Regions from separate parts of the Mus musculus genome. Here regions 1, 2, 3, 4, 5 and 6 are each linked to region 7. The links are chromatin contacts, called in public HiChIP or PLAC-seq and promoter capture Hi-C maps. All regions are on one chromosome and are shown on one strand. The core of a region is the stretch at or near the end of the contact, and the rest is flanking DNA. Distances in the headings are between cores, read along the strand shown. Region 1 has its middle 30 kb from the start of Timm8a2. Region 2 holds the start of Timm8a2 (translocase of inner mitochondrial membrane 8A2). Region 3 holds the start of Clybl (citrate lyase beta like). Region 4 overlaps Ubac2 (ubiquitin associated domain containing 2). Region 5 holds the start of A330035P11Rik (RIKEN cDNA A330035P11 gene). Region 6 overlaps Tm9sf2 (transmembrane 9 superfamily member 2). Region 7 holds the start of Tmtc4 (transmembrane and tetratricopeptide repeat containing 4).

The links. Promoter capture Hi-C pulls out the DNA fragments that hold promoters and counts their contacts. HiChIP or PLAC-seq counts read pairs in DNA pulled down with a chosen protein or histone mark. Capture Hi-C pulls out chosen DNA fragments and counts their contacts.
Region 1: an H3K27ac HiChIP or PLAC-seq map of thymic regulatory T cells shows a contact between it and region 7, with 4 times the contacts expected there. The contact joins the enhancer-like site here to the promoter of Tmtc4 in region 7. A contact is called at or near these places in 1 of 39 promoter capture datasets (pre-B cells), 1 of 15 datasets of contacts at CTCF or cohesin (large pre-B cells), 1 of 484 Hi-C or Micro-C datasets (CD8 T cells), 5 of 115 datasets of contacts at active chromatin or transcription factors (embryonic forebrain, embryonic stem cells, large pre-B cells and 2 more) and 1 of 9 other capture datasets (adipose tissue).
Region 2: a promoter capture Hi-C map of stem cell-derived epiblast-like cells shows a contact between it and region 7, with 3 times the contacts expected there. The contact joins the promoter of Timm8a2 here to the promoter of Tmtc4 in region 7. A contact is called at or near these places in 2 of 39 promoter capture datasets (embryonic stem cells and stem cell-derived epiblast-like cells).
Region 3: a contact with region 7 is called in a promoter capture Hi-C map of neural stem cells. The contact joins the promoter of Clybl here to the promoter of Tmtc4 in region 7. A contact is called at or near these places in 13 of 39 promoter capture datasets (the 3T3-L1 cell line, 3T3-L1-derived adipocytes, the C10 cell line and 9 more), 6 of 484 Hi-C or Micro-C datasets (the G1E-ER4 cell line, embryonic stem cells, muscle stem cells and 3 more), 9 of 115 datasets of contacts at active chromatin or transcription factors (bone marrow-derived macrophages, embryonic forebrain, embryonic midbrain and 4 more) and 3 of 9 other capture datasets (adipose tissue, liver and pancreatic islet).
Region 4: an H3K4me3 HiChIP or PLAC-seq map of bone marrow-derived macrophages shows a contact between it and region 7, with 6 times the contacts expected there. The contact joins the enhancer-like site here to the promoter of Tmtc4 in region 7. A contact is called at or near these places in 4 of 39 promoter capture datasets (3T3-L1-derived adipocytes, hippocampal neurons, liver and 1 more), 1 of 115 datasets of contacts at active chromatin or transcription factors (bone marrow-derived macrophages) and 1 of 9 other capture datasets (adipose tissue).
Region 5: a contact with region 7 is called in a promoter capture Hi-C map of adipose tissue, with 5 times the contacts expected there. The contact joins the promoter of A330035P11Rik here to the promoter of Tmtc4 in region 7. A contact is called at or near these places in 12 of 39 promoter capture datasets (3T3-L1-derived adipocytes, cranial neural crest, embryonic stem cells and 7 more), 8 of 484 Hi-C or Micro-C datasets (cardiomyocytes, embryonic stem cells, granulocyte-monocyte progenitors and 4 more), 10 of 115 datasets of contacts at active chromatin or transcription factors (the SCID.adh cell line, astrocytes, bone marrow-derived macrophages and 7 more) and 3 of 9 other capture datasets (adipose tissue, embryonic stem cells and liver).
Region 6: a contact with region 7 is called in an H3K4me3 HiChIP or PLAC-seq map of the 230-238 cell line, with 10 times the contacts expected there. The contact joins the enhancer-like site here to the promoter of Tmtc4 in region 7. A contact is called at or near these places in 3 of 39 promoter capture datasets (the C10 cell line, hippocampal neurons and pre-B cells), 2 of 484 Hi-C or Micro-C datasets (pre-B cells and rod photoreceptor), 9 of 115 datasets of contacts at active chromatin or transcription factors (the 230-238 cell line, bone marrow-derived macrophages, differentiating embryonic stem cells and 5 more) and 2 of 9 other capture datasets (adipose tissue and liver).

What each region holds. Positions count from the first base shown.
Region 1 is chr14:122,062,525-122,066,482 of GRCm38.p6, forward strand. No RefSeq gene overlaps it. Among named protein-coding and RNA genes, the nearest start is that of Timm8a2, 30 kb to the left of the region's middle. Within about 2 kb of position 1,342, at least 71 of the 459 cell types and tissues checked have an H3K27ac peak or open chromatin away from gene starts, as enhancers often do. A contact at or near this core is called in CD8 T cells, memory CD8 T cells and thymic regulatory T cells, where this site is marked.
Region 2 is chr14:122,032,452-122,036,297 of GRCm38.p6, forward strand. It overlaps Timm8a2 (translocase of inner mitochondrial membrane 8A2), which reads left to right and starts at 2,223. Exons shown (of 2, transcript NM_001037744.1): 1 at 2,223-2,561. The coding sequence starts at 2,236. The coding sequence ends at 2,529.
Region 3 is chr14:122,179,338-122,183,479 of GRCm38.p6, forward strand. Clybl (citrate lyase beta like) reads left to right here and starts at 2,357. Exons shown (of 8, transcript NM_029556.3): 1 at 2,357-2,444. The coding sequence starts at 2,389.
Region 4 is chr14:121,985,453-121,989,821 of GRCm38.p6, forward strand. The region is part of intron 6 of Ubac2 (ubiquitin associated domain containing 2); the gene reads left to right. Among named protein-coding and RNA genes, the nearest start is that of Gm33473, 6.8 kb to the right of the region's middle. Within about 2 kb of position 2,504, at least 85 of the 459 cell types and tissues checked have an H3K27ac peak or open chromatin away from gene starts, as enhancers often do. A contact at or near this core is called in adipose tissue, bone marrow-derived macrophages and liver, where this site is marked.
Region 5 is chr14:122,104,707-122,108,867 of GRCm38.p6, forward strand. It overlaps A330035P11Rik (RIKEN cDNA A330035P11 gene), which reads right to left and starts at 2,268. Exons shown (of 4, transcript NR_015586.3): 1 at 1,078-2,268; 2 at 226-735. Tm9sf2 (transmembrane 9 superfamily member 2) reads left to right here and starts at 2,376. Exons shown (of 17, transcript NM_080556.3): 1 at 2,376-2,729. The coding sequence starts at 2,562.
Region 6 is chr14:122,158,853-122,163,050 of GRCm38.p6, forward strand. Tm9sf2 (transmembrane 9 superfamily member 2) reads left to right here. Exons shown (of 17, transcript NM_080556.3): 17 at 1-751. Among named protein-coding and RNA genes, the nearest start is that of Clybl, 21 kb to the right of the region's middle. Within about 2 kb of position 2,234, at least 13 of the 459 cell types and tissues checked have an H3K27ac peak or open chromatin away from gene starts, as enhancers often do. A contact at or near this core is called in the 230-238 cell line, where this site is marked.
Region 7 is chr14:122,981,101-122,985,019 of GRCm38.p6, forward strand. Tmtc4 (transmembrane and tetratricopeptide repeat containing 4) reads right to left here and starts at 2,183. Exons shown (of 18, transcript NM_028651.3): 1 at 2,072-2,183.

The DNA of each region.
Region 1 (3,958 bases), core at 92-2,591, 920 kb before region 7:
GGTGGGGGAAGTGTTAGTGCTGGAGAGAGAGATAGGTCAGCACTTAAGAGCCCTTTGCTGTTCACCCAGGGGTCCTGAGCACCATTCTCCATATTGGTACAGCAGTTCACGACTACCCATGACTCTAGTTCCTGGGATCCGATGCCCTCTCCTGCCCTCTGTTGGCACCAGTCATGCATACGATGCGCCCATGTACACACAGCCAAAAGTCATACACATAAAACAAAAAAGTAAAAAAAAAATTTTTTTTTAATTCTTCAGGCTGGACAGGTGGCTCAGTGAGTAAGTAAGGTTCACTTGCCATCCAAAATTGAAATTCAAATCTCAAACACCTACGTCAAAAGTAAAGCACTGTGGTGTGTGCCTCTTGAGAAGTTGTTGTGATAAAAATTCTGACCCAACCCAACCTGGAGAGGAAAAGGTTTATTTCATCTTGCACTTTATAGTCACTGAGTAGGGCCGGAACCTAGAAGCACGAACTGAAGAAATGCTGCTCTCTGGCTCCCTCCTCATGACGGGCTCAGCCTGCTTTCGTAGACATCTCTGGACTGCCTGCTGAAGGTGGCACTGTCCACTGTGGACTGGGCCTTCCGACATCAATCACTACTCAAGAAAATGCCTAGGGTTGCCTATGGGCCAGTATTGTGGAAGCATTTTCCCACCGAGGTTCTCTTCTTCATATGACCCTAGCTTATGTTACAATGGCCAAGGTGGCTCTGTGTGTGTGTACTTAATAAAATAGTGCAACTTTTAAGCTATGTATCAAACATCTTTCTGGGGTTTTATTTCATCTTATTCTGTTCCTGACATCTGATATTTGTCTTGATGGTTCTCATTCTCCCAACATCCTAGACCCAAACCAAGTTCTACAAGCCTCAGTACAAGATACTCTTCCTATCTAAATGTCTCTGCTTTGCCTTGATCTCTGGAATGCTAGAAGCCTGGGGTTGATCGCACAAAGCACCATGCTACCTGACAATGCTGTCTGGATCCTGCTCAGCAGCGAGGGCATCCTCTCTGATCACAGCAGGACACAGTGACCACAGTGAATGCTTATTGCCTTGAAATAGCTGTTCCCTGGGTACCGTTCAGGATGTCCCGTGTCATAATGAAAGCTATATAGACAAGTCCATGAAGACAGAAGCAAAGATGGAGTAGTCTAGCCATGAGCCATGGAAATCCCAGGCTCACCGGAAGCTGGATGAAACAGGAGCCCTGGAGAGAGCATGGTCCTGACTACACCTAGAGTTTAGAACTTCATCTCCCAGGCGAGCAGGAGCATGAAAATCTCACTTTAAGCCACCCTGTTTGTGGTGTATTGTTATTGGCAGCTGTGAGAACTTCCTCAACACATCCTCTACTGCTTTTCCGCTGGCAAAAACCACAGGTGTTTACATACAGATTGCCATTGCTATAGAGATCTGAACATTTCTCCTTTTTTATGTTTAATGTCTCATAACTTTGAAATTATAATTTACTAATTGTTTAATAAGTTATTAAATCACAAACACGTTTATTCTGCACTCCAGTGCTAGTGTCTCTGTATTTCCATACAGTAATTCATCCACTCTTTGCTTTACTTTAGGCATTTACAAACATTATTCCAAGGAAATGTCCCGCTGGCTTTACCAGAACTCTATCCACACACAGTACAGTTCTCACCTCAAAGGGAATAAGAAGTAGTTAATTCTGAAGGCAAAATGCATGACTAAGGCCTGTGAAGATGGATTCAAGTTGCCCCAAATACTGTTCATACATGGCATGTTCTTATAAGTACAGGAAAAACCCCTAAAGCTCTTCCAAATCCATTGGTGGAGGCATGTTTACCTGTGTTACAGCAAAATGGGGACATGTCTGCTGTGGGTCTCACCATGCTGAAGGGAGCGCTGCATGCTCTGTCACATTCTCAACCTTAGGGACAATGTAGGCTTGTGGTCTGTTCATGCATCCCAAAGGCTACACTGGAAGGTCACAAGAGTGTTATGTCAGACAGATCTGCAATGAGTAGCAACTACAGGGGCCAAAGCTAGCCCAAGATAACTTTGCAACATTTCATCTCCTCACAGTCATGAGGTTCTGACCAAGTCCTTAGTCTGCTTGCAGAAGGTTTAACAGAAGTGTGGCCTTTTGGGAGGGGGACCCTTACAAAACCCCAAGGGGCCCACCCACTTCAGCCTGGGCTTCAGTACCACATCTGATCAGAAGAGGGCACCAGAGGACCTGTGCAAAGACTGGTACTTCAACCTCTTCTACTGCGTTTCACTCAGGCACAGATACAGAAACGTCCTCTCTCAATTCAGGTTACTCTTAGAATGCACTGTGATCAAAATGTGGAATCATCTTCAAGCCTGCTATCCTGTTTACTTGTTGAACTAAATATTTCCTACCATTTTCCCCAGTGATCGCATGAGCATTTGGTACTGAAGTTGTTTTAAACCAAAATATCCTCTAGCTGGAGCTACCTGTAATTTCTAAGTTCTGTAGAACAGTGGGCAGTGTGCAGATACACAAAGAACAGAGCTGGGGCAGTGGTTCCGTGGGTAAAGTGCTTGCTGCCCAAGCCATGTGCAGTGAGTGCCTGGTGCCTGGACCCCAGCACTGGAGGAGGGAAAAGACTGATCCCAGGGCCTCACCTGCCAGTGTAGCTGAAGCAGTGAGCTCCAGGTTCAGTGAGAGACCCCGGGTCAGGAAGTACAGTGGAGAGCGACAGAGGACAGTTGGCGTCTAGTGAATCCCAAGCAAGTGTATCTGAAAACACACACACTCACACACACACACACACACACACACACACACACACACGAGTAAGAATAGCCTAGAGTTGGGGTGCAGTAGCTCAGTAGTTGGGCATGTGCTTAATGTAGGCTTTTAGGATTTGATGTTCAGCACTGATTCCACCATGTGACATGCTGGGATCCAAACCCAGGTTGTGGTGGTCTGAGTGAAAATGACTTCAACAGGCCCTTAGGGAGTGGCGCTTTTAGAAGGTGTAGCTGTGTTGGAAGAAGTGTGTCACTGGGGGTGATCTTTGCAGTTTCAAATACTCAAGCCAGTCCCGGTGTCACTGTTTTCCTGCTGGGTGCAGACCCAGATGTAGGACTCTCAGCTCCAGTCCAGCACCATGTCTACCTGTGTGCCACCATGACAATAAAGGACTAACCCTCTGTACTGTGAGCCAGCTCCAATGAAATGTTCCCTTATAAGAGTCGTCATGGTTGCGATCGGAGAGATGGCTCAGCCATTAAAAGCACTGACTGCTCTTCCAGAGGTCCTGAGTTCAATTCCCGGTACCCACATGGTGACTCATGACCATCTATAAAGGAATCGGATGCCTTCTTCTGGTGTGCATGCAGCAGAACACTCACACATTAATTAAAAAATAAACTTAAAAAAGTTGCAAGAGGTTTAAAAAAAGAAGAAATTAAGAGCTGCTGTGGTCACATTGTTTCTTCACACAAGCAGAAACCTTAACTAGACCACAGGTCTTCTGCAAGAGCAGCCGGTACGCCTAACCACTGAGCCATCTTTTCACCCTATTAACAAAACATTTAAAGAGAATCATCCTGTGGCTTATAAATTATTGTGCTCCAGTTCCTTCCACAAGGATGTGCAGCCATGGCTCCTGGGTAGGAAATACCTGCCTTGTCGATCATCTGCATCCTTTCATAATTAGGCAGAATGAAGGTCTGGACTTGGCCAGGCTTACTGCCCTTGGTGACATGCCTAGTTCATGTGTCGTTAACAGGGGACAGAGAGCAATCCAGCCCTCAGCATAAAACACATGCCTGTGGTCTTCCATGGAAGCGAGGGGACAGGATGTTTATACACTGTTAGTTACAGTTTGGAACTTAGTCCTCGGGCAAGGGGAGCATGGCATCTTGATAGTGGCACTGTTGGGGGAGGGGTTCTAGAAACTTCCTGAGGTGGAGTTTAGCTGGGGGGAGTAGGTCTCTAGAGG
Region 2 (3,846 bases), core at 973-3,472, 950 kb before region 7:
GTTGACAAGTGGTGGGAATTACCTGTAACCCCAGCACTGGAGGGGACAGAAGTGGGGGATTAAGAGTAGGGGAATGCCAGGGCAGGAGGACAGAAGTGGGTGGGTGGGTGGATGGTGGAGCACCCTCATAAAGGCAGGGGGAGGAGGGATGGGATAGGGGGTTTCCGAAGAGGAGAACTGGAAAGGGGAAAACATTTGAAATGTAAATATAGAAAATATCCAATCCACAAAGAAAAGAGTTTGGTACCAACCTAGGCTGCCTATCAAGTTCAGGGCCAGTCTTTGATCCATAGAGTTTTGTGGTTCTTTGTTTGTTTAAACAAACTGACATTCCTTACAGCAATAAGGAAGATAGAGCTGGTGAGGAACAGCCTGAGAGAGTCACTGGTAATTACTTACACATCCCAGCCAACAGTAGAGCAGTAGGCTTTGGGTGGTTGTATTTCTCGCCTTTATAGCATCCAACCTACCTAACTGGGTCTCTTGCATTTCCACAGACTGAAGAATTTGTGACTTTTTCTTCAAATTTTTAAAAACATATTCCAGTGCTTTCCTAATGTATGTCTATGTACCATCTGCATGCCTGGTGTCCACGGAGGTCAGAAGATGGTGTCAGATCCCCTGGAACTAGAATACAGACAGTTGTGAGCTGCCATGTGGGTGCTGGAAACTAAGTCGGGTCCCCTGGGAGAACTTCAATTGTTTTAAACATCTGAACCATCTCCAGCCTTCTAACTGTGGGGGTTCAGAGTGGAAACCAAGAAAACCAGCTTCAGATATGGAAGCTTAAAAATGAAAGCTTTATTTTCCGAGTGCTCACTGGGGCAGCCAGCTCTGGATCTGAACTGCATCCCAGAAAGGAAACTGTACAACATTTCTAAAAGATGGGAACATAAATCAAGGGGTTAAGCAAGTCTCCCATTGGAGACTGGACTGTATCCAGAGTACCTGGCTTCAAGGTCTTTAATGCATTCTCCTAGACATTAGGTCCTGAGCTCAGAGTGATAACGGGGTAAAGGAGTGGGCCAGCTGCATGTAGTTAGTTGGGGTATAAAACTTATGCACCTTGGTTTAGATAACATCAGTTTCTATATTCTTTACCAGTTAAAAGACAATTAAGAAAATATTTGGAGAAGTAGGATATGTGTTCGTTCCCAGGCCTGAGAATATGAACTTGTTTGACCCTGTCAGCAAGATGGAGTTGTCCTTGAGATAACTGGTCTCAGACAAAAGTCTCCTTACAAGTTGTATCTGAGATACCAGGACTCAGACAACTATTTACAACAGAAGCAGTTCAGCTATAGAGAAGTCCCCAGCTCCCCCTGGGGCCCTGGACCTTGAATTTAGTTTCTCCCTGTGCTTAAATGGAGTCTGGAAATGAAATGGTAGTACTTAGAATGAGTTTCTTTTGCTTGTTCCCAACATTGTGACATTTTCAATCCTTCTTTATTTCCCATTTTTAACCAAAATCTTCTTAAAGGTTAAAGAGCTGAAGATCTCACATCCCTAAAAAGGCATATTTTCAGTGGTTATGCCCCACAGGAAAGAGGAGTTAGAAGGCCAGGACCAAGTAAATGTGTGGGTAGCAACAGGTGTGCAGGAGGCTGAAGTCATACAAATGGGTTCATGGTGTCCGTTCATTGGGTCACGTATTTTTCTCCCACTTCTCCCTTAATCTGGAATGTTGCAAACAGAACCCGATGTAATATTCTAGTCAAGGTAGGGATGATGACTGTCGAGGGTTGAAAATGGAGGGAGACTTAGCCATCTATTAGGACCTGGTAAAAATTAGGACCAAATAGAATTGAGCACCACCTTGTATGGCTTTGGCAAATGAGGGCATCAGTCAGAAACGCTTTCTGAGAATGGTCTGTAGATCCTCTGTATCTTCGAAATGTCTGTCAAATTTTATCTTGGGAAATGTAAGCCGATGGGTTTAGGATGAACCAAAGGTAAGCATTGCTTCCTTGGTCCATTGTCTTCTTCATTCAGCCTGAGTTTGACTGCCATCAGCTTGTTCATGAACGATTTGGAAAGCCTTACGGAGTCTAACAGTGCTAATTTAAGATTTCCTTTAAAAATCTTTACTAAGGTAAGCGGAGCCAGGCAGAGCAGCCTGCAGACTAAAAGGGCCAAGCTTCCTAGGTGGGCCTGAGGCAGCCATGACACTTCCGGTTCTCGTTCTCTAGCAGGACGCCTGGTGGGTGGGGCACTTCCGGTCCCTGGCTCGCTGTCATGGAGTCCGCCTGGTCTTCCCGGGGGACCAGCCTGGGATCTTCAGACCCGCAGCTGCAGCGGTTCATGGAGGCAGAGGTGCAGAAGCAGAGGGTGCAGTTGCTCATCCACCACATGACAGAGCTCTGCTGGGAGAAGTGCATGGACAAGCCCGGGCCCAGGCTGGATGGCCGGGCGGAGCTCTGCTTGGTGAACTGCGTCGAGCGCTTCATTGATACGAGCCAGTTCATCTTGAATCGACTGGAGCAGACCCAGAAGGCGAGACCACTCTTCTCAGAAAGACTTTCCGACTGATCTCAGCGTTTCCCCCGCTTTGGAAAAGGGAGGTAGGTGGGGAAATGGACAGCTTTGAGGAGGGGATGGTGATGAGAACAACATGGAGGGGTGTCTTATCATCTAAGAATTAGGAAAGATTAATTACTTTTTTTTTTCAATGTTTGTGGGGTTGAGGGTCATGGGGGTTTGAGATGTGGATGGTCGTTTATTTCTTTCGTTTTTTAGATAGAATGTCACCATGTAGCCCTGGCCAGCCTGCAACTTACTCTGCAAACAAAACTAGTCAGGAATTCTGCATTTGCCTGCTCCTGCCTCCTGAGTGCTAAAGTTAAAGATGTGTGTGTATATCTGTGTATGTCTGTATGAATTTATGCCACTGTGAGTGCAGTGTCCATGGACGCCAGAAGAGGGCTTCAGATTCCTGGAGCAGGAAGTGCTCTAGGCATCTCTGAGCCTGTGGGTTGTGTTTTAAGGTAATGTTGTGAAAGTGATTGACAGATGAATAAGAGCTGCATTAGGTATATGTGGAGCTCAGCTCCCCACAAGGTCCCCTTAACTGCTAGTTTGATATTGATAGTGGAACTGCTTTCTGTAATTTGGAACCACACAATAAATCTCTTTTTGTGTGAGTTCATTCTAGATATTATAGTAGAGCTTATTAGGTGAAGCTGAGCTTAATGACACATGCCTTTAATCCGAGCACTAGAAGGCAGATAGACTGCAAGTTTGAGGCCAGTCTGGGCTACATAGTGAGATAGGGTACTTCATAAGAATTTCTTAAGAAATCAAAATTAACATTACAGTTGTCTTAGGGTTTCCATTGCTGTAAAGAGACACCATGACCAAGGCAACTCTTAAGGACATTTAACTGGGGATGGCTTATTGGTTCTGAGGTTCTGTCCATTATCAACATGGCAGGAAGCATGGCAGCACCTAGGAAGGCATGGCTCTGTAGGAGCTAAGAGTTCTACATCTTGTTCTGAGGGCAAACAGGAGAAGACTGGCTTCCAGGCAGCTAGGAGAAAGGTCTCAAAGCCCACGCCCACATTACTTCCTCCAGCAAGGCCACACCTTCTCATAGTACCACTCCCTGAGCCAAGCATATACAAACCCACAACAGTTATGACTGGCAACTTATGAGAGAAGGAAAGGTGGGGGGAGAGGAGGCAGGAGTGGAGGAAACAGCTGGGGGAGAATAATTTGTTATTTGACTGAGGCTCTTTATCTAGTGGTGTCCAGGGCTGGGAATAAGATCCATGGGATGTTCATACAGTACCTTCGGTACATTCTTTCCTTCCCCCATGACTTAGTAGGTATCTATCCTACAGTGTGCTC
Region 3 (4,142 bases), core at 1,107-3,606, 800 kb before region 7:
GGGAGCTAAGGCCCGGCCGGCTCGCGATGTGGCCATTAGATATTCTGCATTTGGCCTAAATCTGAGAGACGTCTCTTCCTTTCTCCCCAAGGAGCCAGACGCAGCCATCACCCTTATCAAAGGCAGCGCTGGCCGGGAGCGCGGCTGGGAGGGTTTTGTATCTTAGCAGCAGGAGGCAGCAATGATCTCAGAGCCAAGTTCTATCTGTGCCACTGCTTAAAAACCATTCCACAGAACTTCTAATAGGCTTCTTTCTAAGTGCGCCATTCTGAAGTTTGAAACCAGTGACACCGGCCCGCTCAGCCTTTGAGACTCAACTTTGGTGAGAAAACCCTACATCCGGCCAGACAGCAAAAGGAAGGAAAGAATGGATTGTGATAAAGAGCCTTTGGGGTTCCTAACCAGAGAATAAAGGGCTTCATTTTCCTAATGGGTCTGCCCTTTCCCACTGGAAAGTTATTTAAATGTTACAGCAAACAGTGAGGTTGATCAGATATTTTCAGCGGGCGAATCCTAGGAGGTGTTCTGTAGAACCAATACAAAGCTAGATAGTATAAGACAAACAATGAAGGTTAATTGAGTTTTCACGATAATTACAAGGCCATGTGGTGAAAATATAACTCACTTCTATCTAGGACAAATGTATTTGTGAAACAATGCCAAGATTTCAGCCACTTAGGGCCAGGGTGTAGCTCAGTGGTAGATAGAGCTCCTGCCTGCCTGGCTGAGGCCCTAAATTCTACTCCCGAGTATATTATTAAAAAAGGCATTTAGGCCACTTAAACCTGGGCCCAGGAGGTTCTCAGATCCCTGAAGTTTTATGCCTGCTCTACTTTGCCCTGAAGTCTTTCACCCTCCCAACCCGTCTTCCCCCACTACCTCCCCTCAATCCCTCTGACCCCCTCAGGTGCAAAACTTGCAATAACTCTTTTGTGCATGTAACTGACGCCTTACGTGACTTTTATTGATAAATAAAAACTCAAGGCCGGGCGGTGGTGGCACACACCTTTAATCCAAGTACTTGGGAGGCAGAGGCAGGCAGATTTCTGAGTTCAAGGCCAGCCTGGTCTACACAGTGAGTTCCAGGACAGCCAGGGCTATACAGAGAAACCCTGTCTCAAACAACAACAACAACAACAACAACAACAAAAGTTTTAAAAACTCAAACCCCCAGACCTGTGTTTTTACTGGTGGATGGATGGCCATAGAGAAGTGTAACAGGACAAAGAGTGTGATCTAGTATCTGGAGACAGACAAAGCTTGCCTGCTCAGTCTCTTAGTACAAGATATAGATGTGTAAATTAGAGATGGAATGGGTGTTCCTGATACTGCTTTGTCTCAGGCTCCATTTTGGCGGAACAGACTGGGGCCCGCAGTGGAGACAGGAAAGTGGGATGGTCCTCACTGGGTGCAGGCAGGAGAGGTCCGGGTGGGTGTGAGGGGGCCTCACAGAGGGTTTGAACAGTCTGCCCTGTTGGTATCATAAACTAAGCGATAACTCAGTCTTGCAGATATTCGGCATCTGTGCTGCCACTCTGGCTACAAAGGACTTCTGGGGTCTTTTGTTTTTGTTTTTCGGGACAGGGTTTCTCTGTGTAGCCCTGGCTGTCCTGGAACTCACTCTGTAGACCAGGCTGGCTTCGAACGCAGAAATTCTCCTGCCTCCCAAGTGCTGGGATTAAAGGCGTGAGCCACCACGCCCGTCTGGGGTCTATTTTTTAATCCAGCTTCCGACAACGACTTTGAGTGTCAATTCAGAACAAACGGAACGTAGTGACCACCAAAATCAAAACTGCAGAGGTAGAAGACAGAGGAATGGTGGAGGGTGGAGAGTGGAAAGGACCAGACACTAGGTAGGGCACCACTGGATTAGGAAAGACGACCGATGGCAGCTTCTCTCAGTTTCCGGAGACCCGCAGGCATTGGGAAGGGGCCTGTGTGGGTCCCAAGCCTGCACCTTTTCAGGTAGAGCCCATTTGCTTTGACCACTTTTAGCTTATGCACCATCGCAGGCTCACCGACTGTGTTAGGGGCACGTTGATAATAAAAACAGCAAAAAAGCCCCTCGGAAACCTAAATCTTCTCTGCCAGAGAAAACCCAAGTTTCTCTAACTCGTTTCAGAAGCGGGCGGAGCATTGGGTCACCAAAGCCTCCGCGCAGAGCCGCGCAGGGCTCGCAGAGGATTGGAGTGGCTAACGAGGGCGGGCGTGGTTTTGGAAAGAGAAGCGTTGCATGGGGCCTCGCCAGCAGAAGCAAGGTGGGGCTGAGTCTGGCTGGACTGGCCTGGGCTGTGGCAAGCGGGGGGCCGGGCTAAGCCTGGTAGGGCGGGCGTGGCCGAATCCAGCTAGGCGGGGCGAGGGCGGGGCGTAGGCGGGCCAGTCGGGAAGATGGCGTTGTGCGTGCTGCGGAACACGGTTCGTGGAGCGGCGGCGCTGCCCAGGCTGTGAGTTCAGGTTCTCTGTCCCCGCCACGCGGCGAAGGCGGTAGCCAGAGTGGTCTCTGGAGCCTGCATGGGCACTCTAGCCCGATACCTCTGTGCCTCCGGTCCTTGACCTCTGCCAAGGTCGCTGCGGCTGCTGCCTCCCAGTGGGAGGGCTTTGCGTGGACCCGGGCAATGGGTACAAACGTTACTGGGTTGGCAGGGCTGTCAGCATCTGGCATGTACCGCGCTAACTTAGGGGCGCTCTGGAGTAGCTGAGACGCTCACCCCACCTATGTGAAGCACAGTGGTTCCCAAATGTTGTTCTCTGGACCCACTTACCCAACCAAGAATGACTGAGGGTTCCAAAAAGCTTTTGCCAAAATCTGCTCATGAAAAACACTGAATTTTTTTTAGGTGAAAAGAGCATATATTTTGAAGTTTTCTTTGGTTTAACAAGAGACTTTAAGTCTTACGTCATCAGCTTTGGAGTAGATATTTGAAAAGAATTCCATGACTTGGGGAGTGGAGGCAGGAGGACGCAGGTTAAAGGCTACACTTAATCTACATAGCAAGTTTGAGGCCAGCCTGGCCTACATAGCAATACTAGTTGGTAAAGGAACTGTAGATTGTCACAAACAGTGACCCTCCCTCATGACACTTGCCTATCTGTTAACTGCACGTGTCCTGAGTTCTCCTTTAAGGTGTCTTGCCTATTGTGAGGAAACAGGATCAGAGACTGTCTCAAAGTCCCACGGAGCGATGGAGCCAGAGTTCACAGTTTAGCGTTTTTTACATCTTTTGTGTTGTGCTTCATGATTTACCCCAGACCCATGACAGGACCCATATGGTCTTAGGCACCTCATTTTCTCATCTGTGGCCTTGCACCCTGGCTGGAGGAAAATCACTCCTGGAACCTGAGTGGTGGTAAGGGAGGGGTCCTGGGCCAGCCCAGAGATTCCGTTTCTGAAGTGTGAAAGGACCAGTCCTGACCGCACACAGTCACCACTTCTAATAGGCTTGGAGCTTAGTGTAAACTCCTTTTTATCACCACCACCCTGCCCCCCATACCATGCATCATCTCTATCAAGGGCAGGTACTTGGCTTTAGTGAGCCAATTGTGCTAGTGTGGTCCTAGTAAACCCACCAGAGGATGTAAGTGCTGTCTGGGACCAGTAGGCTACTTCTGGAGGCTCCTTGCTTATTTTCAGAGTGTCTGAACCATTGCTGAGCACGCAGGGGCCATTCAAGACCAGAAATCCTGATCCCTGTTTCTGACCCACCAGCGTTTGCCCTGAGCTCTAGACTGTCATGTTATTCATGCAGTTCTCTGTGGCCATGCTGGATGTATATGAATTACTCCGCTTTCAAGGAAGGGAGCATAACTCACTTGACAGAGCCAAGAAATATAGATGGGAACACACACACCTATCAAAGTTGCTACATAGAACCATCTGTAGCTATTTCTCAAGCTACACATGAGTCCTTAGGACGCTTCCAGGTCTAACACATCACTCAGGGAGCAGTCTAACTTCTTCCTGAGGCTTGTCAGTAAAGCACCGGCCCAACTGTAAGGAAGCTCCTGCTGTCTACCACGCAGGCACTTAATTGTTCAGTCCTAGCAAGCATATGATTTATTAGCCCACACCCATTGGGAAGATGTCCACCCACTAGAAGACAGTGCTTAGACTCCCTCCAGCCTCATGGGCTCCATTTATTCCT
Region 4 (4,369 bases), core at 1,254-3,753, 1.0 Mb before region 7:
TGATTATACAGGGGTATTTAATTTATAAGCAGAATGTGGTGATTCACACATATCATCCCAGCACTCAAGAAGTAGAGACAGGAAGATTGTGAGTTCAAAGCAAGTCTAGGCTACAGAGTATGGTCCCATCTCCAGCAAACAAAACAAAGCAGTAGCTTATGTGAATGTCTGGCTTGTCAGACACTATCTGTGAGGTCCATGTCAGTCACAAAGCCACCATCCGTCCAGATGCCTCTTACTCAATGTGACTTCCTTTTTCCCTACAGATCAGCTAACTTCCTTTTTCTTTTTCCTTTTGGTTTTAATGCTAACTAAAATACTTCAAAAGACAAATTTCATGCTACCAGGAAGAAATGTGTACATAGTATTCGTTGTTGTGAATTTATAATACAAAACCTATGACTGGGGTCACCGCAGTGGCTTGGTAGATAAGGTACTTGCTGCCAAACCCAGTGATCTGAGGTCTCACATTATGGAAAGAAAAGGGAGAACAGGCCTTACGAGTTGGTCACACACACATACACCAAGTTATTAGCTGTATTGTAGATATATTTTTAGACTTTTACCATTGGAAGCTATCATGTATCAAAAACACTGTGTTTGGGAAATGATTTTATTTAGCTCTGGCAATTAGTATGTGGTTTGTTTTATTTTGAGGGCAAGTGAGCAGGGCTGAGGATGTAGCTCAGTGACAGAGTGCTTGCCTGACGTGCATGAGGTCCGGCTTTGGTCCTGTCTTTAGTCTTAGCACCAGGAAGGAAAATGTGTGGAAACATCGGTTCTTCTCAGCCTGTGGGTCACAACCCTGTTTGAGGGTCACAGACCAGATATCCTGCATATCCCGTAATTACAATTACCATTCATAACACAGCAGTGGAATGGTTTTACGGTTGGAGGTCCCTGCAGCATGAAGAACTATATTGAGGACTGCAGCATTAGAAAGGTCGAGAAGTGCTGGTGTAAAATGTAAATGTGTTTGTTACTTGCAGTCCTAGAAACCAGAAACCACTTGTACTTTCCAGGAAAGCTGCTAACTTTGCTTTGAGTTTAGTTCATTATAAATTGATTTTTTATTTTATTATTTTTTTTTTTTTTAGTGTTAACAGTTTTATCTCTTTTGTGTTGTTTGTTCTTACATGAGTACCCATGTTTCTGAATACATAGTCCTAGAATATCCAGTGATTAGAAGGACAGGTTGACACCAGGATGCTCTCTTACCACCTGAGCACCACCCTCTGTCGGCTGGTCACAGTGATGGGTGTGGATGGAGGGAAAGGCATTGCTAGCTTACCAGGAGCCAAGGGGAGCTGAGAAGAACTGTTGTTTGGGTCCATTCAGTAGGCCATGAGGAGAATGCCTGCACCCAGAGGGGTTTGGCTGGGCCTCCTGCTTTGAGATTACTCCTGTTCCATTGGGTTTTGTTTGTTTTTGTTTTTCTGGGTTTTGTTGTTGTTTGGTGTTGGTTCTTTCCTCCTTTCATAGTTCTGTTTAAATAAGAGTTGCTATGAAGGATGCAAGTGAGGCTTAGCATACGTGGGGTATTTCAGTTGTCTTTGGTATTTAAAATTGTCACGTGTGTACACATCTTCGTGTTTTTAATTTGTTTATGCTTACTTGTCAGGGTACACATGTGTGTGGAGGACCAAGCTTCTGCTGGACGTCTTCCTAGATTGCTCTCATCACAAATGGAGGCAGGGTCTCTCAGTTACATCTAGGTCTTGCCACTTTGGCTACTCTGGCCAGCTAGCTTGCGCTGCGGATCATTTCCACCATCCTGTGCTCCAGCTCCATGGGCTTGGAGATTTTTAGTGAACTCCTCTGGCTGTAGATCTTCTGAATTACTTTTGTGGAAGACTGAAAAATTGAGGCCATTGTGTATATTCATAATTCTCCCAGTCTCCTTACACATTAATATTTTATTCTCCTAAAGCAAATGCTGCTTACACATTGGCCTTGAAGTTCTTCTTGGGGTTCTGCTGAGAGCTTTGTGGCTGTCTCTGTCCCAGCACTTCTGCATTTCCTGCAGTTTCATGAATCACAGTAATGAGTCATCCACACTAGGATGAGCTGTGGTTCCCAAAACCCTGCTCCAACTCAGCCATGGTTCAAATCTTTATCATTAGTTCTTTTCCAAGCTATTTAAGAGCAAATTACCCAGTGCCTCCACTCGCTCTGTGTGTGTGTGTGTGTGTGTGTGAGAGAGAGAGAGAGAGAGAGAGAGAGAGAGAGAGAGAGAGAGAGGCAGTGTGCTCCTCACTGTATCTGTTTTCTGCCTTTGTTACTTGCTGTCTACAACACAGCAGACTTTATCTTGCAATCAAACAATCTTAGTGTGAAAAAGAATCTGTCTTACCCACTGTAGGCTAGAAATGTACATGGAAGCCAGATTATATCGAACTATGAATGTGGTTCGAGTTTGGGTTGTTTTCTGTGGACAGTTAGGCTCTTCAAAGCTTTTCAAACTAACACTTCAGATGGTACAAGATTGTAGCTCTCAGTTGGTGTACTTAACAAAGGAGAGGAAACAAGAGAAGAGGAGCTGCCTCAAAGGAGTCAGGTGTCGTCTTTGCAGGCTCTGATTTTCCTGTCTCTTCTTCACGCAATTTACCTTTGAGGACCAAAACCAATAATAAATTATTGTCTTAAAACCACAGGGTGGAAGTGGGAGTGAATTCTGGGACTGACCCACGACCTGTGGCGATAATGTCCTGTTTGACGATAACTGGCGCTGTGTAGGTCTCCTGCATGGGTGTGCCTTCTTCTGCTCTTCGAGTTTCCCTCTTTTTCCTGTGTAATCTTTTCCACAAATATCTCCTATAGACTGACCAAATGGGTGCAGGGTCGCAGGGCAAATAACTCATGGCTTGCTCAAGGCCTTTAGTTAAACTTTGGGAATTTAGACTCCCATATTTAATTGCTTCTCGGCCTTTTGGCTAAGATCAAGTGTAGACTCCCGTATTTAACAGGTCTTTGGAGGCCCTAAGAGAAATCAAGACTGGCTAAATCTGTAAGGTTGCTTAGCCTTCAAAGGTCCACATGGAGAATCAGGACCACCAAAGGCTCTGAGGAAACCCCCACAGGGGGCTTTCTGTACCCTGATCCTGCTGATCCCAGCTGACCCCAGATGCCTGAACCTACATAGAGAAACCACCTAATCTGTTTGGTAGTGGCAGCAGGTTCAGGTCACATAGGGAGGCAGGTCACACAGGGAGGCAGGTCATGGGGAGGCTGGGGCAAGTGGACACATGCTGCTACTGCTTTGATCTTAGAGATTTTTTTTTATTTTTTGGAAACAGGATCTCACTATGTTACCCAGACTAGCCTGAAACACATGCTTAGCACAGGCTACCCTTAAACATGCTCTCCTCCATGTGTCTACTACCATCGACCCGTGCAGATCTTGTCTGCTGGACCTGGAATCTGAGAACCTGAAAGACAGTGACATGACTGTGTGTGTCATGAAAACAGTGATCTTTTTTAACTTAGTCACATGACAGATAACTCTGAGGATCCCTGATTTACAAACACATTCTTGGGGTGCTCAACGAACCTCTCATTGACTTCACAGTCTCACTGGCTCTCATTGGCTTCATAGCATGCAGGGACTAGGAGGCTCCATCAGGGCAGGGGCAGTTTTCTGCAGTCCTCCGTACCATGCTCTAGTATCTAGAGTCCAGATACTAGTATCTGGTTCATAAGAGTAGTTGGGACATATTTTGGATGAAGGAATGAGTCTTCAGTGGGTCTGCTGTCTCGGAGCTTTTGTGCTGCAGCTCAGATGCAGGGACACGTGTGTTCCTAGGCTTGTTGTGTCGTGTAGATGCTCTTCTGTAGATGCTCTTCCGTTCTCCTGGGAAAGCAGCCTCTGTAACTGTTGTTCTTGTTGAACAGTAAGGTTCCTGAATGTAGGACTGTAGTCCACAGGGACCCTGGGATGCTGCTTTCCTGGGTCTCTTACAGTCTCTGTTGGCTGGAGAGAGGGCTCAGCACCTGGGTGTCATTGCCAGGTCAGGGTTCCTTGCCTTTGCTTGTCAAGGTTTGAGGCCCGATGTAAGCAGGACCAGTGGGCAGGTGAGGTTAACTTTTAACCAAGAAGAGCCAAAGGGCAGGTGAGGTTAACTCTCACCAAGATTGACCAGTGGATAGGTGAGGTTAACTCTAACCAAGAGTGACCAGTGGGGAGGTGAGGTTAACTCTCACCAAGAGTGACCCGCGGGCAGGTGAGGTTAACTCTAACCCAGAGTACTGATGTTTCCCAGCCAGTAAATTAAATTCTTTATTTGCCCTTGAGCCTTACTTTTTGACTCCCTTCCTAAAAGGGTTAATGGTATGAAAAACCTGTAAGTGTGCAGTTGATAGTCATGTTTTT
Region 5 (4,161 bases), core at 1,018-3,517, 880 kb before region 7:
TCAAATGCCGTGTGGAACATAGAAAAAAAACATATTCCTCAGGTTTTGCTCCAGTCAGAGTTATCAGTAGTCTGAAAAAAGTTGCGTTTTTCCCTTTAATCTAGTCGGGAAGAGCCTCACCAACCAGGAGCTGGCTACCCAGAGTTGGAAAGCTTCGCCCCGCCCCCGCCCACCCCGCCCCCTCCCGCCATCAGGTAACCTAGGGAACCGCAGGTGAGGCGTTACCCAGAAGAGGCCGGATCCGGAAGTAGGGGTCGCCCCGCCCACCAGCCAAGAAGCGGCCCAGCACGGTGACGTGTCGTTGTAGGAGTTGGCTTTACTCGCCGTGCGTACACCCAGTTGGAGCTCTGAGCGAGTCAGCTGTCTGGAATCCCGATGTCGTTTTCATTCTCAAAGACTCCAGTTGTCCGGGTTTTTAATTTACTTTACCCAGAGTGTTGAGGCTGTCAGGTCTCGGGGCAGGAAGCACCAGGTCACCGTGGGTTCATCACTGAGTATCCCAGGCCATCCTGGGAAGTGATTCTCGGTCTTAAGCTTGTGGTGGTCTGTGAAAGCGAGCGGGAAACCCTGGGAACCCTCAGGCGTTAGCACCGCAAGTCTGCGACCCTAAATTCAGGTCTAGAACCTGTGTCCTCCGGCGACCAGGGCCGAGCGAGCACTTCTAGTTTGCTTCGCCTTCGTCTCTCCAGGCCCTGCTGTAGAGTTGGAAGATGCAGAGACCAGGCCCCTGCAGCCCTGGGAAGTGAGACAGTGAACAATAAACACGATCGTTTCCGAAATTGGTAGACACCGAGGAGCAGCGGTGGAAATGGGGGACACCTACATTCTACATTATCCCTCTTAGCACAAGTAGAAGCTGGGGAGACCTACAGAGTGGCCTAGCGTGGTAGGTAGGAGCCTAGAGACCACCAAAAGAACTCAGTGGCACAGCGAGCAGCATGCCAGCTATGGACAGTGAGATTGTCACAGGTAGAAAAAAGTAGTAATGGCAAGGTTGGAGCGGGAGCTACGGCAGTGAAGGTCTAGTTTGGTATTATCAGAAAAATAGGTAAGGTGTGTGGGGGGTGTTAATCCTACCTCTTTATATTTGGAGACAGCTGCTTCCTTTTTCGACAAAGGGCGTTGTCTTGACTTAGCCCAAAGTTCAGTATGTGCATGTATTTGAGATGGTGTGCGCTGATGGACACGCCTCCTTTTGTTATAAAAGTGGTCAGGACCGCCTGGGACAACTACTATATCACCTATTTTTTTGTGATATAGTATTTTTTAACTTAATCTTTACCACTCTTTGAGAGGGTGAGCACCCTTGTCTTCTCTTCTAACTTTCATTTCTCCAGTGATGAACCCATGCCCAGAGGCACATCGCTAGATCACAATGTTCCAAAGCCAGGACGCTCAGCCAGTACAAATTACCTTTGATGTTAAAGCTCTTTTTAGGTATGTCAGTAGTTCTTTCTGTAGGTGCTAGAGCCATTGAAAATCTGGTTAGTTGTAAACTTTGGGGAAGGGAGCAATATATGAGCACACAGAAAAAATTTAATAGCATGAGACTACAAACTTTTTTGAATTTACCTATTTTCTGAATTTGCCTTTTCTTGAATTTGGGGGTTACAGTCATCCAGGACTGTGTTTTATATTCTAAGATGATGCACTTGGGGAAGAATTCGGTTGAAGTCTAAAACTCCATGGGCTTTTTATGCTAAACTTTTCTCCTCCTTGAGCATAATGCTTGCGCACTAACACAGAGACATAACCATTTCCCATTATCAATGGGAAAAGCTATGCACCTTGTCGAAGAGTAATAATGCCGTAATAGTCTTCCTTAACACGACTGCTTTGCTTAACTAAGCCCCGGTATCTTCATTGCAACCTGCCATTGCTACTTTATATTTACTACCCTCTCTCATCTATCTCATTTCGACTTTCTGAAAGATATGTTTGTTGTGTGCACACTTCTCCCACACAAGAATGTCCCAGCATTTCCGATGCTTAGGAATTATTCTTGCAAATAACCTCTAAGAGCTGTTTAAAGATTTACGAACCGCTCTTTCCATTTGTTCCCTTACCCTGGCCCCAACTAGGTAACCCCTGAGCTCTGCCTCATCGACCAACTCGGTCTCCATCAGAAAGTACTTGGTTCATCAGTCCTGAGCGGACTGACGGGTATGAGGTGACAGAGGGCAGAGAAGAGGTGCGCCCGAGAAGCGCGGCGCTCTGGAGCGCCACGGTGGAACCTGGAACCCGACTGTGGGTGCCGGAAGCGCGCAGGCGGAAGTCACCCAGATCCCGGAACGCGGATCTCTTGGCCGCCCCGCCCGGAAAGAGCCCGCTGCGCTTGCGGCGCCGGCACTGAGCATGTGCGTGCGGCCCCGCGCATGCTCCGTGGAGGCCCGCTTCGGTTTCTGTCGCGGGGCCCGCGGTGTCTCCTAGCGTAACCGGAACTAGCCGTTGCGGGCCGGCCTTCTCTGCGCTCGGGCCTTGAGGTGATCTCCGAGCGCCCCGGACCCCTCCTTCCTCGCCGTCCCCCTCGGCTCGGCCGCTCGCCTCTCACAGCCGCCGGCATGAGCTCCAGGCCGCCAGCGTCGCCGCCAGCGCAAGGCTCCAGGTTGCTGCTGCTGTCGCTGCTCCTGCTAGGGACGGTCCCAGGCCCGCGCCCGGGAAGCGCCTTCTACCTGCCCGGCCTGGCGCCGGTCAACTTCTGCGCCGAAGAGAAGAGCAACGAGTGCAAGGTGGGGGAGGCCTGTCGGGCTGCGCGCCGCGGTGGGAGCGGGGTCTAGGAGCGGGGTCAAGGAGCGGGAAGGGGCGTAGCTGTGGGTGGGGTCGCATTTCGAGCCGCGACGGGACGGGGGCCTGCGGACCCCGGGTGGTCCCCGCGGGCTCGTCGCTGCAGCTCGGGGCGCTTTGCCCGGACCCCGGCGGCTTGCGGAGCGCCCTTGGACTGGCCTGCACGCAGGTACGCGGTGACCCGATGCCCACACGGGGCGCTCCCAGCCGAGCGACAACTTCCAGTAACTTAATTTCGTAGCTCACTGTTTTATTGCACTTTCCTAGAACTCCTGGTCATGACGGCTTATTCTCTCTAGGACTTTGATACCGAACTTCAAGAATACTAGTTGATCATTTAACCTGTGGATTGTGACGCATTCTAACCCTCCTTGAAAACCGCGTTAATAAAGACTAGTTGTAGTTAAGTTTAGTCCCTGGCCTTTAAATTTTTTTTTAAGCTATAAAATTTTTAAGAGACCCCCAAATGGGTTTCTCCGCGATGGCTTTAAACACTTAAAAAGCAGCAGAGAGCGGGAGAAAGAACCTGCCTTGAAAATGTTGGTTTCGTAGGCCATCCGCCCACACGTTTTTCAGTTTACCAGCTGAAAGCAGCTTTTAGGTATCAGGTGTAGAGCATCACAATACACCATTATTTCGTAAAGTTACTAAAACTTAACCATTTGGAGGATCCAGGGCCTCTCAGAAACCGTTAATTTTAATACTTCAAATAATGGTTAAGAAAACGTTTACACTTTTTATTTACTAAAATTTTAAGCTGGTGTTTATTTTATGACTCTTAGCTATACCACAGTTGTGAATTTTGAGGTTGTTTTAGAGTATTAGGGAGGCTATTAAAGTTTTCATGGCATTTTGCAGCTTCTCTTTAGGTTTGTGGGCTATCCTGTGTGGCGTTAACATGGTCACTACAGTTTTAGAAAGAAACAAACGTGTATCTATGACACGTAAGTCGTAGAGGGTTCAATAATGCCTACCAATCGGTAAGATTCACCCAGGCACACAGTCCATTAACTGTGGTACCCGGAAAAGCAGGAACTTCTGCCTCCTTCTAGAGAGTTCTGACCTAAAGTGAGATCCAGTCTTACAGGCACACTGAATTTTTCTGTTAAATATTTCAGAAGCCAACCTTTATAAACAAGTACTTGGTCTGTAAATGAACAGTGAATGTGTGTTGTATTCGTAATTTCTTAGAGAAATACATTCCTGGCTCCTCCATCAGCCACTGGAGAACAGAGGCTTATTAATAAAATCTGATGTTACGAAAGGTATGGTCCACATACCTAGAGAGCATAGATGAGGAAATGTTTGTGGATTAGAGTCTTCTGGAGAAGCAGCAGAGATGTGACACTGGACACGGACTTTAGAGAGAAGTGTGAG
Region 6 (4,198 bases), core at 984-3,483, 820 kb before region 7:
TCTCCCATGCACCTGCACCTACAAGATGTGTTTCAACACTAAAGCATTTGTATTGTGATTGGATTAAGTATATATTCAGTTGTTCTCAGTGAAGAGCAGATTTAAATATTATGTGCATTTGTAAATACGATAGCTATAAACTTTTCAATACTTCTAATGGCAGATTATAGGAGGCCATAATACTGATGAAAGACTGGACAGTTGATTGTAAATAGGATTTTCTAGACTCGGTAGGTGGAAAGAATTATTTTTCTTTGAAGGAAATAACTTTTTATCATGGTAATTTTGAAGGATGATTCCTATGACATGTTCATTGGGGGGAATGTGGCTTTTAAAAATCTTGTATTGGTTATAATTGTTCATATCTTCTTACTTTTCTGTGTTGACTTCATTATTCCCATGGTATTGGCCTTTTAAACTATGTGCCTCTGAGTCTTTGAATTTATAAATTTGTTATCTTAATAAATATTGTAAAAATGTCTTCATTGTATCACTCCCTGCATATTGAAGAAAACTCTGTGAATACAAATGTGTTGGCCACTATACTATTTTATTGGATGATATTGAATACTGTGGATACACACTTTCTGTTTCCACTTAAGTGAAACTGTCGGGCTTTGTCAAGTCTGAATTTTCACTCTGAAGGAATGATAAAAATTGTAGTCATGCCTGTCTGGTCAGATAAATGACACATTTAGAACTTAAATGCAGGCCTTATATTGTTACTATTAAAAATTTACACTGTAGACTTACGTTCCAAAGTGTAGTAATTTTTTAAGTCAGCAGGGTATAGGAGCACACCTTTGTAATACCTCTAATTTGGAAGGTGAGGCGTAAGGATGATGTGTGTCCCTCTGGGCTGCACAGTGAATTGGAGGCCCCCCTGGATTACAGACTCAACCCTGTCCTTGCACACAGCATGAGTTAGGCTCTCTGGTCTGCACATTAGCATTTGTTACCTCATGATTGCAGTGGGTTTCACAAATAATTCTTGTCCTAGATTAGGAGCTCACTAATAACTTTCTTACATCTGGCAAGTTTGAACCAGTTCATATGGAAAGCTGACAGATGACAGTGGTGTCAGACAGATCTTCATCAAAACACCTTTTATTGATGGCTTCACTTTCACCTGCTTACAAGAAAAGATCAGACACGTACTTTAAACTGAGCTAAGATTACCTCACATTGAAGAGATTTTCCACAACAGTTGGGCCAGGTGCACATTTGAATCCCAGCCTGGGAAAGTGAGGCACAGAACACTGGAGACAGGCTGGTCAGGGTTACTAATGTACAATATGTATATTGAGACCCTGTTTCACAACCAAGCAGCCTGTTGGTTTTGAGGCTCAGAGAAGCTTTAGTGTACTTAAAAGTTCTCAGTACTGCTCTCTTCTTTGCACTGTAACTGGTACCTTTGAATAGGCCAGTTGACCAAACCTGGCCTGATCTGCAAGCTCTCCATTCAGAAGCCAGGTTGATCTTAATTGGTGCAAAGTTTGCTTCAGCTTTGCTACAGTGAACAATCAGGATTCAATACAGTTGACTAGCTGTTTTGGTCTTCCTTTGTTCTTTATAAACCAGCCACATTCCACACACACACTCGAGGAAAGAAATGAAATACATAGGTCTAGTATCCTCTGTCTAGAGTGCTTGGGAACAGAATGTAAGTGTTGTAAAAGTTTGAAGTTCTGAGTTGGGGGTTGTGGGGAGCTTAATGGTGGAGTGCTTGCCCAACATGCACTGAGGCCCTCGTTTAGGTTCCTAGCATACACACACACACACTACACACATACACACATACAATTTGGAGTTTAGGTTTTCAGATTACAAATGTTTAACTCGTAAAAGTATTGCAAGAAAATTTGAAGGAGAAGAGATGGCTCACAACCACCTGTTGTAGATCCTTCCTCTGGCCTCTGCAGACACCTGCACTCATGCGCATAAACAGATAAATATAAACCTTTAAAAAAGTTAGAGGGTTGGTGGTGCTGGAGAGCTGGCTCCATGGTAAAAAGCACTGGCTGCTCTTCCAGAGGACTCAGTTTCAATTCCCAGCAACCACTATCAGTAAACTCCAGTTCCAGGGGATCTAACACCCTCACACAGACATACATGCAGTCAAAACACCAATGTACATAAAATAATTTGGGGGTGGGGAAGAAGGGCAGGCATGGTCAATCATGCTTGACCCAGCCATTGGGGAGTTGAAACAAAAGGATTCCTGTGAGATCAAGACCAGAATATGAGGTTGCATCATATATAGTCCTCTCTACCCTCCCAAACCACTGAGGGATCTTTGTGAAGAGAAGATGGCAAGGAACTAATGAAGGGCAGTGGGGAAAGCTGACTGCAGGGGTGAGCTGAAGATCTCCCTCTAAGGACCTGGTGACCGTGCTAGTGAACCCACATTACTTGTAGACCCTTTCTGGGTGGTGGGAGCCCCTGAGTTATCCTGTCTAAAAGCTTTTGTGAAGAGAACCACACATTTGTAAGGACCTGGGGACAGCTGAGTGAGGGGTGTTCCTGCTGGTATGCTTGCCGCATTCCTTTTTTTCTCCCTAGGTCTTCTCTAATGTAGCCATTTTGTGTGGCTGTCTGAGCACTGTTGTGAATCTTTGCAGTCCATCTTCATGCCCAGCATTGCGTGAAGTTTGCCAAATCTTTCAGGCTGTCTGCTGTCTCTCAGAGACTCTTCCTTGTCCCTCATTGTTTTCTTTGTCTTCAATGCTTTTCCTTGCTGTTTTGAAATATGCCTACTGTATTAGGGCTAGAGCTACAGAACTTATGGAATGTCTCTGTATTTTTTTTATTTATTTACTTTTTTTATATTTTTGGTTTTTCAAGACAGGGTTTCTCTGTATCCCTGACTGTCCTGGAACTCACTTTGTAGACCAGGCTGGCCTCGAACTCAGAAATCCGCCTGCCTCTGCCTCTCAAGTGCTGGATTAAAGGCGTGTGCCACCACGCCCGGCGGACTTTCTCTGTATTAAGGGAGCTTGTTATGATGACTTACAGTCTGTAGTCCAACCACCCCAACAATGGTCAGCTGTGAACGGGAAGTCCAAGGATCTAGTAGTTGGTCAGTTCCATGAGGCTAGTTGTTTCAGCTGGTCTTCCGTAGAAGTGGATTCTAATAGATGTCCTGGCAAGTAAATGCAAGCAAAGAGCAAACCTTCCTTCTTCCAACGTCCTTATGGAGGTCTCAAGCAGAAGGTGTAGCCCAGATTAAAGGTGTGTACCATCATGCCTGGATCTGGGACTTGTTTTGTCCTAGGCTGACAAACAAGATATCTCCTTGCCTCAGTCTCCTGGGACTAAAGGCGTGTACTACCTTCCCTGGGCTTAAGCTTTTCATGGTCATGATGCCTCAAGATCTTCATGCCAAGATCCAGGTCAGAAACGTGTCTTCCGGTCTCAAGATCTGGATCACAGGTGAGCCCTCTAGTTCTGGATTGTCGTTCATTCCAGATATAGTCAAGTTGACAACCAGGAATAGCCAGTAACGCCTACTTTTCTGCTTGTCTTGAAAAACAGCACAAAAGCACTCTGATCCACTCTTTCTCTTCTTTTCCTCCTTCCCTCTGCGATCTCATCTTGTTACATCCTTAGTATTCTGCTGGAAGTACTGCCGAGGTCTCCAGTGCCCCCTGAATCCCAGCTAACGGTCCTTCTCTGCCCGTGTGTTAAGTCTTACACCGCCCAGAATCCCAAGGAGATGCTGCAGACATGGCCTAGCCCCCGTCATGTCCTGATGACTGTGGTGTTTTGGAGACAGTATTTGCCTGGTGAGTGTTGATGTCCTCCCCTGTTCTGTCTCTTTTGCTTGACCCAGTTTCACCCCCATAACCATTTCATCCATCTCCAGCTGCAGCCACCGCTCCTTAGACAGCCTTGAATGGGCCTCATAGCTCTCAAGCTCAGTTTGTACACAGGTGGACTTCATCCCTCAGACCTGCCTCATCCTAGCTTCTCCATCTGCAGAGGGATCCCCTCAGCTGCGTCCTCTGAGCTGGAACTTCAGGGCACCAGGACACCTCTCCAGGCAGTCAATGAGGTCTGTGCCTCAAACCTAAACTTGGGTCTCTTCTTAGCAACCTCTACCACTGGGACCTGTGTGGCACCTCCTAGGACATCAGCAGCCAGCTGGCTCATCACCTGTTCCTCACATCACATCTGCTACAGAACAGGCCTCAAGTGT
Region 7 (3,919 bases), core at 933-3,432:
TGCCTTAATGCTCATGGTGCGGTTTAACATCCAGCACTGCCCACCAGGTGACAGGGTGTACCAAATAAGAGGAACCCTTCTTTTGGGCAGATCTACAGCATACGACTTCCCAGGCAAGGAGACTTTGCATCCTATACAAATTTCACACCACACAAATAACCCTGATTCCAACTCTCCTTCCTCCAATAGGAAATGACCCTTGTTCTACAAATAAGGCCTGGTGCATGGGTAGATGAAACCATGCCCCACAAGGTGGCAGAGATCTTCATATCCCTGTCAGGGTATAGGAAAGAATACTTTGTTTCTGACTAAGCAACATGTCTTAATGGTCTTCTCCAGGTTATACCCTGACTGGGAGCCATGGCTCCTCAGCCACAGCCTGGATGGTAGCTCACTGTAAGGAGGTGCTAAACAGGATGTGCACAGTGGCTCCAGTTCCAGCAATGACCCATCTACACTGAACCTATTACTAGTAGTCTGAAGAGACAGTCACAGTAACAAAGCTTGTGTTCTGGTGTCTCCTGAACTCTCTGAACTGGCTCCTTAGAGAGGTTCAATGTGGAACAAACCAGTAGTCTCCATCCCCAATACTCAAACTCTTAATATTAAGCCTCGGTTTTATAGGGGGTTAAAATATATTCATCTGTCAATAATCAAAAGGTCAAAAAGACCTCAAACAATATCTCCCCAGAGGCTAAATGGCACTGAGCTGTGAACTGTAAGCTTCCGATAACAATGGTCACAGCAGCCCTGGCTGCAATGAGGCAGAGTGACCCAACCTAATTGATTCACCCCGGGAAAACGGGGAACCGGCTGCAGCCACCTAACTGGAGACTCTTCCACAGGCATGGAGAGCCTCTTGTCCTTTACATTAAGGGCAATGCATCCAGGGCCAGTTGCCCTTCAGGATGGAGGGCAACCTTGCCTCTAGAAATCAGATTAAATAATGTGATAGTTTCTGACCACCCGTATCTGGCACGATGCAGAGAGAGCTAGCACACATTGTGCTAGAGGCAAAGGAGCCAGCCATCCTCTGTAGTGATGGGCCAAAAGCAGAGTAAGGTGAATCCTGTTGTGACCCATCTTCCTAATTCAAGAAGTGGCTGCCCATCTGAGGTTTCACATTCAGAATTTCTGCCTCAGAAAGTTTCCACTTTGCTAGCATGTAACCATTTTCCCACCCAGGTGGGCGAGCATACCTCACTTTGCCCCAGTTCCACCTATAGTGCACAGCTTTCGGGGGATGCAGGTACAAGGGGCAAAAATGGTTCCAGTCAATCCTTACTATAATTCTCCCCATCCATCTGTTCACGGGGAGAGAGCAAAGTGTGGATGATTCAGTGGAGATATCTGTCCTCTAACTCCTCCTTTCTTTTGTGTGTAGTTATAAAAAGAAAGAAAACACAAACAGCCCACAGTCACAACATCAACAACCCAGACTCCCCGTGGAGTTCGCAGGAGGTGAGGCGGTTGCTACACCACCTGCTTGGCTCCCCCAACTCCTGGCAGCCGTTCCAGGCTCCCAGGCCAGTGGTACCAGCTTTGCTCCACAGTTGAGCGTAGAGTAACTGGCACTCCTGGCTCTGCTGGGTGGCTCTCCGTGTAACCCTGGGCGGGCGGCCAAGCTACCCGGCTGTGTCCAGCCGTCGCCCGTGCCTTGGCCAGCTGGCGACCAGGCGCGGGGACCCCGCGGCCAGGTGGCCGCTGCACCCGGTGGACTCCCGGGTTACAAAGCTGTTGCACGGCTGGGTCAGACAGTAGCAGGCAAGGGTCTGGCTCGGCGACCTCGGCCGTAGCAGGGCAGTGCCGGAGCTTGAGCTCGGGGCGCGCACCCTTACCGCGCGCTCTTTGTCCGGGGTGCGGCTTCTACCCAGGCGCAGACCGCCCGGGGCGGCGTCCGCGGGAGGCAGCTCGAGTGTCGGAGCTAACTCTAGTAGAGGTGCAGAGCTCGGGCGCCGCCCCCGGGCCCCAGCGCAGGGCTGGCGGCTCAGCTGAGAGCCCGGGAGCCCGCGCCCAACTCCGAGCGCCCTGCAGCTGCGCTCGGCCCTCAGCGGGCCGCCCCGCGCTTTACCTGCAAGGAGCACGAGCCGCGATCTCATCTCCCCTCCCGCGTGCTTAAACTCCGGCGGCTCCCCAGCCCGCCGCCGCCAGGGGAGGGGCTGCCCTCCCACTCCCACCCCGCCGCGTCCCGCCCCCCGCCGCGCCGCTTCCCACTCGCGGCTGCCCGCTCCCGTCTAGTCCCGCCTCCCGCCGCGGGACCATCGGTTGCCCTTTCCATCACTCACGCTCTCCTCTTCCGCTTATTGGTCCGTGTCGGAGTGACGTCGGAACAGAGCGCTCGCCACGAAGGAGGCGCAGGGGCAGACAGGCTTTGCTGGGAAGAGAAAGCGCAGCTGGGACGCGAAGCAGCAGCGGCGGTTCCCGGGCCTGGCCGCTGTTCCCTGCGGATCCGTGCGTTCTAAGCCTATTCCTGGCTTGTCTCGCACGTTCCGCCGAGGGCTGTGGAATCCCTGCAGAAAATCTCAACTCCACGCTTCTTTCTGTCTGAAGTTGTTGAAGAAATGTCCCCACTTTCTCCCTTTGAAACGGGAAGTGACTTCCTCCTCCTAAGGCCGTGCAACCTCAGGACTGCGCCTCCTTTGGAGCAGTGCCATACAGTCACGACCACTAGGTGCTACACCTCCCTCCTGATGGGAAGGTCACCCACTCAGTTTCCACTCCTAGTACTTATTTGTGCTGCCACCTTCAAGAGAAAAAACCTTTGTACTTTCCACTACCAGACTTACAGACCTCAAACCTCAATGACCTCCGACCCTCCTCAAAGCATCAGTCTCTGATCTGTCTCCCTCTTTGGAGTGGAGTCCGCATCCTCAGCACCAAGTGACTTCCAAGCTTTCCTCTGCTCTATGTGTCACCCTGCCTTTCGCTGCCCTTCATCGCTGAAGCAGAGTGCTTCTCCCCTCCCCCACCCCCACCTCCACCCCCAACCACAGCTGTTTCCAACTTCATTCATTTGGCTTTCATTCAGGGAAACTGCATTTGCCAGTCACCTCTGCTGTCTTCTGCCCTTACTAAGGCCAGAGGACATTTTGCTTCCCAATGCTACCTCATCTCACAATTTCCTCCTCCTTAAAATGCCCTCTTCTTTATGCCTATTGCCTTTTCTCTCTCCTGTCCCCCTCCCCCACCCCACCCCCAAGTCTATTTGACTGGCTTGCCTGCCCTGAATGATCGCTAAGAGTTTTAAAAGCCTCATCCTTTTCTCCTACTCCACAAATTTCCCTGTATGATTTAATCTGCTGCCAACACTCCAATCAATACATTTCAGATTTACACTTCTTTTCCTTGCTTTCTCGGAGTTCAAACCTATTTATCTAGTTCCCCACTTAGCTTCTCCCCTTGTATATGCCACCACATCTCAAATAGTAAGACATCCGTCATGCTTTCTCTGCCTTCCTTCTGGTGGTCTGTGACAGCCAGAGTATCACAAACCAAAGTCGGCTTTAGTCCTGGCATCTAATGAATGGTCAAGGTCCTGATTTATAAGTGCCTCTACCTTTATATGCCTCCTCCACCAACTGACTGATTGTTAGGAATATAAGTTTAAAGAAATTGTGTAACTTAGTAACAATTTTGTGCGACTTGCAATAATGCAATGTATGTGAGATAGAAATTGCCCACCAAGAGGCAGGCGGATTTCTGAGTTCGAAGCCAGCCTGGTTTACAAAGTGAGTTCCAGGACGGCCAGGGCTATACAGAGAAATCAATATCTCTAAAAACCAACAACAACAAAAACAAACAAACAAAAAAAGCAAGCAAACAAACAAGCAAAAAGAAACTGGCCACCAGGCAGCTCTGATAGGAGCCAGGCCACAATTACAAGCTCCAGGCTGGCCACCTGGCAGCTTGAATACAAGTC